Linked DNA regions of Mus musculus: region 1 is linked to region 2. A link is a contact called in public Hi-C data. All regions are on one chromosome and are shown on one strand. The core of a region is the stretch at or near the end of the contact, and the rest is flanking DNA. Distances in the headings are between cores, read along the strand shown. Region 1 overlaps Zfp148 (zinc finger protein 148). Region 2 holds the start of Zfp148 (zinc finger protein 148).

Region 1 (6,515 bases), core at 3,329-5,828, 41 kb before region 2:
GACAGGCCTATATATTCATCAAAATTAGGCAATATAAGATGATTCTAAGTGTTTTCATGGGTTCATTTAAACAAAGATTTCAAACATTTACTATGTTATGAACTCAACTTATGTTCACCTCTAACTATGAAAACAATCATCTACCAAGTAAAATTCTCAAGAAAGCAAAGAAATTATTTCAAAAAAACCAATAGAAATTTGGAAACAAAAGAATGTGATTATTCAAATACAAAAACGTATGCCAAGTATTCAAAACCAAATTTAAAACTGCAAAACACAATAAGTAGCCTTAATGGTTAATCAATAGAAATTACCCAATTAGGGTTGACCAAACTGCTCAGTGGGTAGGAGTTCTTGCTACCAAACCTGGTGACCTGAGTGTATGGAAAAGAAAGCCAACTTCTGCAGACTGTCATATATGCACATGCAAGAATAAATAAATATAATAAGTTAATCTTTATTAAAAATATAAAGAAACAAGAAAATTACCCAATAAAATACAGAAAGAAAAAAAATAGAACTCCAGAGATATATGAACCAACATCCTGCTCACCAATATTTCTTAATAAGAAAGAGAAAAAGAAGTAAAATTTAATAAAACAGAAGCCAAATATTCCTCATATTTGGACTATTTTTTAAAAATAAGCTTACAAATCCAGGAAACTCAATCAACTTCCATTTCAATCGATATGAAAAGTGCTACTCCTGAGTCCAAATAAAATTGCTGAGAACAAGCACAGAGAGAAGAGCATCTGGGCAGCAGGAAGGGAAAGGGCAGTGTGCGCAGGACACCAGTGTGCTAGTCTGAAGGAGAGGGTCCACAGGCTCAGGGATGAAGCCTTGGTACCCAGCTGGTGGAACTTTTGTGAAGGGTTAGGAGGTTTGTGGCCTTGATGGAGACGTGACACTCAAGGCAGGCTTTGAGGTTTTAAAACTCCCAAGATGATTTCTCCTGCTTCCTGTCGGAGATGTGAGCTGTCAGCTATTCCTGCCTCCATCATGGATTCTCACCCTCTAAATCCATAAGCCCAATTAAATGCTTTCTTCTACAAGTTGCTGTGGTCATGGTGTTTTATCACAGTAACTGAACAGTAACTAATGCAAATGTCGAAATAATGGCCAATTTCTAACCAGTGACAGCAGAGGTTACAAGATAACAAGGATAGACTCACAGAAAGGAGGGAGAAGAAAGGAAGGACAATAAAAAGAAGATACTGCTTCTAAATGTATACTCTCTGGCAGAGACCATACTAAGTTTTAACAACAGCCAGCAGACTAGCAAACTAAGGCATAAAACACTAAACTAAGCAGTAAGACAGTAAAATTAAAAGGATTCAACTCCTACAAAATATGTTCTCCAACCATAATAAATCCAAATTAGATAAATGTTCCATTACTTTTTATAACTTGAATTGCTTAAAACTCTGAATTTATGAGCTGGGCATGGCAGCACTCGCTTTTAATCCCAATTCTTGGGAGGCAGAGTCAAGCAGAGCTCTATTAAGTTCAAGGTTAGCCTATTCTACAGAGTTAGTTCCAGGCCAGCCAGAGCTTTACAGTAAGATCTTGTCTAAAAAGCAAACAAAACTAAAACCCAGAATGTTTACATAATCAACAAACGCAGAGCTCTAGCACTACATTTCCCAGATGATAGGCCAACTATCCTAACTTGTTTACCAGGTTGCTTGTTTCCTTTGTTGGTTTTTAAGAAATGAGCCTTATTTTCCATGTCTCTCAATTAAAGCTGGCCGAGTTGGGTGCTTTGGAGAGATCAAAGAGACAAAATCCCTTTCCTGTCCTTACTCCTTTAGCTTCGGCCACAGCAGTAGTTGTGGCAACAGCCACAAATGCAAATGGATAGGCCAATGAGGTCTTGCGGGTTATTATTTTCTTTTCTACGTTTTTTAAAACAAAACCTATCATTTGCTAAATTTTCTCTCTTTTGAGTCCTGCCTGACTCAAATTTGTGATGTGTCCAAGGCAAGTCTTGAACGCCTGTTCCTGCCTCCACCTCACACATGCTGAAAGTACAGGTGCACACCACGGATAGAGTGGAGCCCATCTGCTACATTTCCATGACCTAGCTACTACTATCATTGACTTGTTCATACCACAGTTTACGACATCTACAACTACTAACTAGTGCAATACTCACTATTTTATATCACCAAGAGAAAGAATATCAAATTGGGAAAGGTTAGGAACATGGTCATTCACAGAAATGACGATGTAGAGGGTAAAGTATAGTTACACGCTCAAGGGTGAGAGTCTTCAAGAGCATGCAGAAATCTCCACTCTACATTTACTACAGCCAAGAAGGATAAGAAGTGCGGGGTGTGGTGGCGCACGCCTTTAATCCCAGCATTCGGGAGGCAGAGGCAGGCAGATTTCTGAGTTCGAGGCCAGCCTGGACTACACAGAGAAACCCTATCTCGCAAAAAAAAGCAAAAGACAAAAACAAACAAACAAACAAACAAAAAAAGGATGAGTATCTATCTAACAATTTAGAAAAAATTAACTTCTGTAGAACTGAAATAAAACCAAAATCAAAAAAAAAAGCAAATGTTAAGTAAAAGTAATTAAGTACAAATTAATTTTCCTAACATAACAACAAGGCTCCCATCCCTAATATGTAAATATACAAAAAGGATAAAAGGATCTCCCCCAAAACAAACAAAAAAACCTGACATGAACCAATTGTCATGCTGTCAAGGAGCTAACCAGGCGCTCGCTCACTCGAGTAACCGCTGATACTGATGCTGATGCTGGGCATGCCCTGAAGAGATGCACACTCATCCGAACCGCCAATCATAATGCAATTTTTAAAGGTTAACATTTTAACATTTTGACAATATTTTTGACAATTTGACAAATAATTTGACAATAAAAAGACACTATTCTAAAATACAATCTATATAAAATCTGTGGTGGCACATGCTTGCAGCCAGCTTGCAGAGGACTATCACAAAAGTTCAAGGCCAGCTCACACTACAATGGAGTATGAAACCAAGACAAAGTACACAGAGTCCTTGTCTCATAAAAGTAATTAGGTCCTTGTGTATTCAGAGATGTCTGGGAAAATATATACTATTAACAAAGAATGGGAGATATTTTCCTGTTTGCTTTAACACTGTGACACTCTCCACTGCTTACAATGAAACCTAAGTAAAGGAGGTTATTAGTAGCATGCTCCACATTTGCCAAAAGATATGGCCAATAAAGAAAGCCCTAAAATATGGTCATCAAAACCAGCAATGTGGGGTTGGGGATTTAGCTCAGTGGTAGAGCGCTTGCCTAGCAAGTGCAAGGCCCTGGGTTCGGTCCTCAGCTCTGGAAAAAACAAAAACAAACAAACAAACAAAAAAAAAAAAACCCAGCAATATTTCAATCTTCATGTTCTGAAAGAATTCTCAAAACAAATTTAAAAATTTATAATTCAACTTTATAATCTGTATAACTGACATAAGAATACATGTACAACACAACCACAAAACCTCTGACCTACAATCTGCACTGTCTATAAGATATCCTGGGGTAAAGGTGGCATAGAAATTATGGAGTGGCTAAGCAATGCCTGGTCCACCTTGAGGGAAACCACCAGATACTACCTAGAGAGATAAGAACCAGAGGCTGGATAATCCAGAGACCCAGGATAGAACCAAACAGGACCAGCAATTATTAAAGAAAAAAAAAGTCAAGGAACTGATCACTAATGTGCCTAGCATAATTGCCATCAGGGAAGCTTCATCCAGCAACGAATGGAAACAGACACAGAACCACAGCCAAACATTAGGCAACTCAGGGGATCCTGTGGAAGGGAGTGGGAGGAGACTGTAGAAATAAAAGGGGCCAAGGACACCAAAGAAACCCACAGAATCTACTAACCTAGGCTCACAGGTACTCACAGACTGAACCAACAGTCAGGGAGCCTACATGGTCTGACGTAGGTCCTCTGCATATATATATTATGGTTATGTGGCTTGGTCTCCTTGTGGGACTCCTAACAGTGCGAATCCTCTCCTTAATACAAGGAGAGATACCTAGTCTTACAACTTGATATGCCATGTTTGGTTCATATGCCTGGGAACCCTACCTTTTTCTGAAGAGAAACAAAGGAGGTGGGGTGGGGGGGTGGGGATGGTAGTATGGAGGCCAGCCTGGTCTACAGAGCAAGTTCTAGGACAGCCAGCGTTACAAAGAGAAACCTTGTCTTAAAAAAAAAAAATAGATAGACAGGAACATGATATATAGATGAGTGTGTGTTATTGTAGATATATAAATATACTTTAACTGTTAATTGTTTTGTTTTCCTTCATGTTGTTTGATAAAGGCAGGAGTTTAATACAAACACCAAGAAAGGCTGCCAAAAAAGAAAAGGATTGACTATCCTCCTAGCATAAAAGAACTGGGAGATCAAAAACAACAAGAAACAAAACAAAACCATATCTAGTTAAATGAAAAGACAATGGCCTTCAACCTACAACTTGCAACATTCATTCTTTTCAGTGATTCTGTGCAAACCATACAGCACTACAATGTTATTCTTTGAAGGTGATGTTATGCATAAGCAATACAAAGGCACTATTCAGGAAATAAAGTATTATCTGTATAAGCGTGGGGACAGTAGTTAAATGTGAGAACTAAAGCCTGGATAAAGCAATCATGACTTACCTCTATAAAATGTGTCAGGTATAAGCCCATCCCGCCAGATCACTTGGCTAAATTTCCAAACCACTGATTCTTCTCTTCTATCCTGTAAAAGTATGAAAATACAAGTTAGTAACCCAAAAGAACTGAATTAAACACATTCTTACAGCTAGGCAAAAGAGTTGTAACTAAATGTGAAAAATCTAACAAAATTCTTTTCCTAAGTAGACGCTTTTGGATTAAACATAATTCACAACTAACAATTCAACTGCAACGGCCCATCAATACTAGCTGTTTATCAAAGACAGTAGGTTGCAATGTTTTAAACTTCTAGTTAAGGAGGATTAAGATGTCTTGAAAGTTAGGACAATTTTGAATCATATTAAGGAAGAAAAAAAGCACAAATGTGTTGCTGGTATAAAGAGACTGACACAGGAGGATCAGAAACAAGTTGTGGACTGCCTGGGATACTTACAAAAGAGATGAAAATATAAAAACGAGCATACTCCATGCATTGATCACTCACATGATACTACTTATTTAATAAAACCCCAGAGCAATAATGCCTCTTGCTGAAATGGCTAAATGTATTAACACTGTAGTTTGGGAGCTGGAAAGGCGGAGGACCCTAAGTTCAATTCTCAGCACTCACATTGAGAAGCCTGTAACTCTAGCTCTAAGGGATCCAATTCCCTCTTCTGGACTCCCTAGGCACCCGAACACACACACACACACACACACACTTACTTTAAATAAAAATGTTGGCCCCTTCCTTGAATCCTAGCATTCAAGAGGTTGAGACAGGAAGATGCCCATCAAGGCCAACCTGGGCTACATAGTGAAATAAATCTAGGTAACCCAGAGCTACACAGCAAGATCCTGTCTTGGGGAGGGAAGGAGAGGCAGGTAGTTGTGAATGGACCTAACATCCATGAGGCCCTGGGTTCAATACTCAGGGCTGTAAAAGCATAGTATGGCAGTGCCTGTTTATAGCTCCAAACTTGAGGAGTTGGCAAGAGATCAAAATTCAAGATCATCTTTGAGAGCATAACAAGTTCAAGGCCATCCCAAGCTACATGAGACTTTGGTTACTCACATCCTCTTTCCCTTAATCCCCAAAACAGTTGAATGTAGATTGTGAAAGTAAAAAATAGGGGCTGGACGGATGGCTCAGTGGTTAAGAACAGTTCTGGAGTGTCTGAAGACAGCTACAGTGTACTCACATATAATAAATCTTTAAAGAGAAAAAGAAAATAAAAAAAAATATATATTTTTTAATTGTAAGGCAAAAAAGATTTAATAATGTCAAAACAATCTATGGATGATTTTAATTTATATATAGTAAATCAACCTCTTAGCAAAAAACTAAGAAAATTACCATTCAGATTGCATTATAATGATACAGGACACAGATCCATTTCTTTCCTATTAACTGGGATATTTTTCCAGGTATATGAAACAAATGCTATGAAAACTAAAAGCTGAATTCTCAAACACAGAATAGGCCAAATGTAAGTTTATATAGAAAAAAATATTTTTTTCATGTGTCGGCCTTAACTCTGCTGTAGCACCAGCGCATGTGGCACATGTGTGCATGTGAAAGCCCACAGTCGATGGCAGTGCCTTTCTCATTCACTCTCTTCTCTACTTACTGAGGCAGGGTCTCCAGACTGAACCTAGAGCTGCACAATTTGAATAGTCTAGCTAGCTAGTTTGCCCCAGACTCCTTGTCTCCTCCCAGATCCTGGGATTTCAGGCAGCAACTGTGCCCGGACTCAAGTTCCCAAGCGCTTCAGTTACTGAACCATCTCACCAACTCCCCTAACGCTTTATCATTTTATAGCCAGTGAGTAGCTCTAGTTATAATT
Region 2 (6,679 bases), core at 2,164-4,663:
CTCTTCCAGAGGTCCTGAGTATAATTCCTAGCAACCACATGGTGGCTCACAACCATCTGTAATGAGATCTGACGCCCTCTTCTGCTGTGTCTGAAGACAGCTACAGTGTACTTATATACATAAGATAATTAAACATTAAAAAAAAAAAAAAAAAAAAAACTTGGTCCCCAGTTCAGTTCCCAGCACTGCAGAAACTAGTTGTGGAATTCACACCTGTAATGCCAGAAATCAAAGAGGCAAAGGTTCAGACAGTCAGGGTCATCTTTCCTACATACTTAAGGGGCCAGCCTGGGTGACAGAAACCTGTCTCAGAACACCAACACAAAAGCTCACTGGACACGGTGATGTGGGCCCGTGATCCCAGCACCTGGGAGGCAGAGGCAAGCGGATCTCTGTTGAGTTTGAGGCCAGCCTGGCCTACAAAGCCAGTCCCTCCTCAGACAGAGCTACACAGTGAGACCCTGTCTCAGAAAGGGGGGGGGGGGGCTTGCAGGGCACAGCAGGCAGCAGTCTATGAAAGCAAAACTGCAATGAACCCCTGTTTCATTGCTTTTCATTGTTAGTCCCTTCAGGACAGTTTTTTAAAATTACATATATTCATATTATTTGCATAAGAAACACAACATACTGTATTTGGCACTCAGTAGTAAAAGAAATGACAATACACAATACCAGTGCAGCAGAGGGAAACTGAGCCACGAACACCATGACAGTAAAAATGGGTGCATCATGTCAAGTAAGCCCTTTTTTAAAATGGCCAAAGAAGCAGCTAATAAGAGTGCGTCCTGCTCTTCCAAAGGACCCAAGTTCAGTTTCCAGCACCCACATCAGTCAGTTCAAAAATGCTTGTCATCCCAGCTCCCGAGGATCCAACATTCTCTTCTAACCTCCTTGGTTACCCTCACATCCATGGCATATGTTCACATAGACAAATACATATGCATAAATAAAAATAAGATCTTAGCTGGGCGTGGTGGCGCACACCTTTGCTCCCAGCACTTGGGAGGCAGAGGCAGGTGGATTTCTAAGTTCGAGGCCAGCCTGGTCTACAAAGTGAGTTCCAGGACAGCCAGGGCTATACAGAGAAACCCTGTCTTGAAAAACCAAAAAAAAAAAAAAAAAAATCTTTTTAAAAGTGAGCAAATCTAAATGCACTAACCGGAAAATTTCCAAGTTTTTTTAAAAATAAAAAAATCCAGTTATTTCTATAAGAAAAATTATAATGAAAGAAAAAGGAATGAATATACCTGAGTTTCCTTCCCCTCTCCCGAATGTTACCCCATCCTCCCCATTATTCTCTTTTCCTTCAACTGCCATGAAAAAGATCTGTCACATTTAACATACTCGTCTTCCCTTCAGTTGAAATGATACCACAACACATTATGTAATTTCTCTTAATAACAAAAGGTGACCACTATCCAAATAGAATTTAACACATTGTTCTAGCCGGGCTGTGCCTTTAAGGAGGCACAGGAAGGTGGATTTCTGAGTTCCGGGCCAGCCTGGTATACAACAGCAAGTTCCAGAACAGCCAGAACTACAGAGAAACCCTGTCTCAAAAAAAAAAAGCAAAACAAAACAAAAAGGACAAGACTCTGTTCTCACCCAGTGTTCCTTCTTGAAAAATGTGGTCTACTGTGCATTCAGGGAGTGCAGAACTTGGTTTCCTAACATAGGGACTGTCCCTCCTCATGAGACCTCGACTCATCCTGTCACTTCAGATTTCCTTAGGCATTACAACCACTCCTGACCTCCTTATAAGCTAAGATAACAGATATTCTAGATGCTCTGCCTACATTTTGCTTGCAGATGTTATTTTCTTTAATAACATCATGCCTCCGTGAAAGAGTACACCCGGAACTGTGAATGGAAAAGGATCTCCCGCCAACCCGAAGTATAGAACTAGACAAATGGAGCCTTCAAAGACCAGACTAGAATGCACCAACTCTTGACCCGGACAATTACAATCTATGTCCTGCAACCTAGGCTGAAATACGGCACCAGCTCTTCTGGTGGTACCATATAAGCTAGGCAGTGAAGAAGAACACCGCCAGGCCACGTTAATTCCTATTCCACCGTCTTCCAGGACGGTGTTCATCCACCCTCCGGTAACAGACAATACTCCAAATCTGCTAAAATTCTCAACTCCGTGGCCTCAAGAATGCCCAGAAGCCAGGCGGTTTCTCAAGGTCTCTTTCAAAGATTTTTCAGTTCACTAGTGCGGCACTAAAATGTCTCAAACCAATCTACAGGCTAAGTGACTAAATTCTCAATGACCCCCAACCAAGCGGGGACCCACACTTACCGGATGTCATCTACTGAAGAGCCCAAACAGGTTCCGAACTAGGCCACTCTGGCCCATCTGGAATAACTCTTTAGACCTTGGGCCAGCATTTGATAATTATGCTACATCTGTCTATTCTATTATGCATTCTCTGCTTCTTTTCCAATATTTAGCACTCCTCTGGCTTCAAACGCTCTTCCTTCTATCCGTAGAAACTACTCTAGCCTTCTTCCCCTTGCCTTGGAAACGCTTCGGTTCTTTCCATAATGAAACACCTAACGTATCTGCACAATGAACACCCTCAGAATCCTCAAGACTGCTCCACAGCCACCCCCGGCATTCCTCCACCTATCCGGCATCTTCCCCTCCGGCCCCTTTCTCCCCTTTCGCACTCCTACTCGGCTTCCTGCAAGCAATCCCCTTTTCACCAGCCCCTGCCCTTCCCTGCAGCCAACGAGCACACCGAGGCAGCAGCGGCGACCGAGGCCTGCGGTGCAGAAAGCACTGCACCAAGACGGCGGAGAACCCCAGGGTCTGGCCGGCCTCGTCGCCCACAGCCTGGCACCCCGAGGCCTCCCCGCGTGCATCCCACCTTCCTACCCGACACCGGCCGCAGGCCTCGGAGGCCGCCCGCTCTCTCGCCTCCGCCGCCCCCGTCATTCTCCGTTCTCCAAGCCCCGACCCACCATCCTCGCGTCCCCAGCCCCGCGCTCCCCGCGGCCTGCGCCCGCCGCCTCCCGGGCCGCCCCCCGGCCGGCCGGCCCGCCGCTCCTGCGGGTCACACCGTCGTCGCCGCGCTCCCCCCCCCCCGACCGCGCGCCGCCCCCTCCCCTCCCCCGCCCTCCCGGGCCCAGGCCTGCCAGGCCGAGCGTTTACCGCGGGGCTGGCGCCGAGGCGCGCGGTCACTGACTGCAGGCGGCGGCGGCTCCGACCTTCCCACGGGCCCGACGAGGAGGGCGAGGGGGAGGGGAGAGAACTTTTGCTGTGGCAGCTCCGGCGACAGCTCCCACCCCTGCGCCTTTCTCCTCTTCCTCCCCCTCCTCCTCCTCCTCCTCTTCCTCCTTCTCTTCCTCCTCCCAGAGCAGTCGAGAGGCAGACATGGCGCGGCTAGAGCGTCGCCGCGGTCGCCGCCGCTGCCGGCGCGGTGCATTATGGGAAGCATCGCACACAGGAAGCGCTCCGGGCCGCCGGCCCTCGCTTGGCGCGGAGACCTGGCTGCGAGACCAAGCGTGGCTTTGATTCTGGCGCCTGCGTGTCAGCAGCGCGGCGTGGCCGGGAAAGCTGGGCCCCGCTCTGGGGGTCCCCCTGATGGGCCTGAGAGGAAAACGCTTTGAAATTGATGGGAGCTGGGAAAGCCACTGAGAGGGACGTCCTCCCCTTGAGGCTGGGTGCGTGCCTGGCACCCCGAGAAGTGAAAAATGGGGATTAAATAGCGGCCCAGGCCCTGGGAAGTGGAAGGGGCGGGAACGTCGATGAAGGGTTTAGCCAGGATTTCTTGGATCTTTCTTTTATTCTCTTACCTAGCCTCTCCTCTTTTTCCGGAAGATGCTACCCTGCACCCTTGAAACTAGAAAACCTGGTTGGAGTCTGCAAACCGCGATGCAGGATGTGGGCACCGAGAAAAAGCAAGAGATCCCAGTCAGGACTTCGTTGGCCCAAACCACGGTCTGCATGTCAGCAAAGACTTGGTTATAATCTCTGCATACCTAAGATTGCTTAGTTGAGCCATCTTTTGGCAGCCCTTCGACGACCTTCACTAAATCCTGGTTTCTTAGGAGCGCCCTCATTTAACACCAAGGCCCTTTAGTTGCCTATACAAAGGGAGGGCTTACAGTTAATGACCTTTGTGCCCACACAGTAGTACAAGGTCAGCTAACTTAATGTGCCCAGTGAATGTCGATCGGGTTATTGGGAACTTCCTGAGAGATGGAGCACCTTCGTTAGGATTTCTGTTTCACAATCTCAAGGCTTTATTTTAGCACCTCTCTGCAATACTTAAACATAACCTTTGAGGTGAGAGGGAAAGGACATTAAAATATCTACATAACCATTTCTGGAATTCTCTCCTTGTCCACACCCACCTCCCCACCCCTTGAATGTTCATTTGAATAGGCTTTTTGGCCAAACTCCAAACTCCCGCATTATGCACTTGTGATGACACTGAATTAGATTACTGTCTGCAAGGTTAATATTCCCTCAGGCGTTAACCTTAGTAAACCGCGACGCCTTTTGAAGTAGCTGAGGCTCAGAAGTTCAGCTGAATTCAAACACAGTTAACTAAGAAAAGCAGGGATGAGCCCACAGCCTCACAATAAACTCTACTTGAACCTTCTCCACTAAAAAAATATAAATTTTAATAAGATGACAGTGCATATTCTGAATGCTAATTGTAACAAAACCGTGATACAAGCTAGAGCAAGGGACAGTTAGCTGGAGGACAGCCTTCTGGCAACTTCTAGCAACTGCAGTGACATCAAATTCAGATGTATTTTTAAAAAGGGAAGAGAAGAAAAAAAAAACCCTCTGGCAGCCAAGAAGCTAACTTTTAGGTTTAAGCTGTGGTAAAGCTAATAACTAGAAAGAGCTAAAAGCCTAGGGTCACACCCAGTGGACTAAGATGAATAGGGTTGCCACTAGGAATACATCTCTTTGTTTCTGAAGAGAATTAAGACAAGGAAGAAACAACCATCTAAAATGGGCAGAGTGGAGAAGACTACTGACCATGCCTTCAAAGTAAGAGTGATTGAAGGCTCTTGAAATTCTTGCTGGTCCATTTTTTTTATCCAGACTGCTGCTGCTTACCTTCCAATACCAGTCTTGGCCACGCAGCTTGCTTCCTTTCCATCTTAAATTTCTTCCACTCACCCACTTTAAAACAATGAGAGACAGCCATAAGGTAGTGACGTTAATCCCAGCACTCAGGAGGCAGAGGCAGGGGTATCACTTGAGTTAGAGTCCAGCCTGGTCTACAGAGCAAGTTCCAGGACAGCCAGGGCTTCACAGAGAAACCCTGTCTGAGATGGCTCAGCATTTCAAAGCACTTGCTGCTCTTTCAGAGGGCCCAAGTTTCCAGAGCACCTGCACACACATGGCAGATAATATGCACAAGCACACACCATGAATAAAAATAACTCTTTAAAACAAATGAAGGATCAGCAAGGGGGTTCAGCAGGTGACCGCACTTGCTTCACAAGATAGCAACCTGAGCTCAACTCACACTAAAAGTAGATGGAGAGAATCAATTCCACAAAGTTGTTCTCTTTTTTTTTTTTAAAGATTTATTTATTATTATGTCTAAGTTCACTGTAGCTGTCTTCAGATGCACCAGAAGAGGGCATCAGATTTCATTACAGATGGTTGTGAGCCACCATGTGGTTGCTGGGATTTGAACTCAGGACCTTCGGAAGAGCAGTAGGTTCTCTTAACCACTGAGCCATCTCTCCAGCCCCAAAGTTGTCCTCTTAACATCCACAGGGGCACCCCTAATGATAAATTTTTAAAATGACTGTACACTTATACGAAGTTACAAATACAGGGCAAAACAACTCCTTTATCTCTTCACCCAGCTTCTCCCAATGGTGTGATATAAAACTATGGAGAGCCATCAACAGCAGCAGATTGGCAGGAGCCTGTTACGTAGTGCCCACAAAACCGGGCAGTATCTGTGACCTTTGAACCCATGTGCATCCTCCAGGGGTTTGGTTTGGTTTGGTTTGGTTTTTGGTTTTTCAAGACAGGGTTTCTCTATGTGGCCCTGGCTGTCCTGGAACTCACTTTGTAGACCAGGCTGGCCTCGAACTCAGAAATCAGCCTGCCTCTGCCTCCCGAGTGCTGGGATTAAGGGCATGTGCCACCACACCCGGCATGTGCATCCTCATGTGTGTTTAGAGTTTACCTCCATCCTATGTAGGAGCACAGGTCTGTCCCCACAGTGAGGACAGAACCACTCCTTACCAGTTTGTGGTAGTGCACATCTTTAATCCCAGCATTTAGGAAGTAAAGGCAAGTGGACATACATGAGTTTGAGGAGAGTCTGGTCTACAAAGCAAGCTCTAGGAAAGGACAGCCAGAGCCACATAGAGAAGCCCTGTCTTGAAACAACACCACCACCACCCCCCAAGCAACCACTCTGATCACAAAAGAACCCCCTCATACCACCTGTCTGTATCTGAATGTTCCCCTACAGCTCATGTGCTGACTTAGTACTCGATGCAATGGTGTTCAGAGGTGGGGCCTTTGTGAGGTGATTAGATCCTGGGGGCGCTAACCCTAGCAAGGGATTGCTAAAGCATCATAGTTTATCATATCACTGAGAAATAGAGTAGGAAACAAACCCTGGTTGAACAAAACAGGCTGTGTGCCCTTGAAGGATGTGTTTGTTTGTTTGTTTGTTTG

What was found. Hi-C and Micro-C count contacts between places; a contact is called where the count stands out from the background.
Region 1: a Hi-C map of Sertoli cells shows a contact between it and region 2, with 2.1 times the contacts expected there. The contact joins the enhancer-like site here to the promoter of Zfp148 in region 2. A contact is called at or near these places in 3 of 39 promoter capture datasets (hippocampal neurons, liver and macrophages), 5 of 484 Hi-C or Micro-C datasets (the C2C12 cell line, Sertoli cells, cerebral cortex and 2 more), 8 of 115 datasets of contacts at active chromatin or transcription factors (the SCID.adh cell line, cardiomyocytes, embryonic fibroblasts and 3 more) and 3 of 9 other capture datasets (adipose tissue, liver and pancreatic islet).

Annotation. Positions count from the first base shown.
Region 1 is chr16:33,419,559-33,426,073 of GRCm38.p6, reverse strand. Zfp148 (zinc finger protein 148) reads right to left here. Exons shown (of 9, transcript NM_011749.4): 2 at 4,672-4,753. Among named protein-coding and RNA genes, the nearest start is that of Zfp148, 42 kb to the right of the region's middle. Within about 2 kb of position 4,578, at least 5 of the 459 cell types and tissues checked have an H3K27ac peak or open chromatin away from gene starts, as enhancers often do. A contact at or near this core is called in Sertoli cells, where this site is marked.
Region 2 is chr16:33,377,509-33,384,187 of GRCm38.p6, reverse strand. Zfp148 (zinc finger protein 148) reads right to left here and starts at 3,413. Exons shown (of 9, transcript NM_011749.4): 1 at 3,161-3,413. 1700007L15Rik (RIKEN cDNA 1700007L15 gene) reads left to right here and starts at 3,452. Exons shown (of 2, transcript NR_045709.1): 1 at 3,452-3,672; 2 at 3,809-4,334.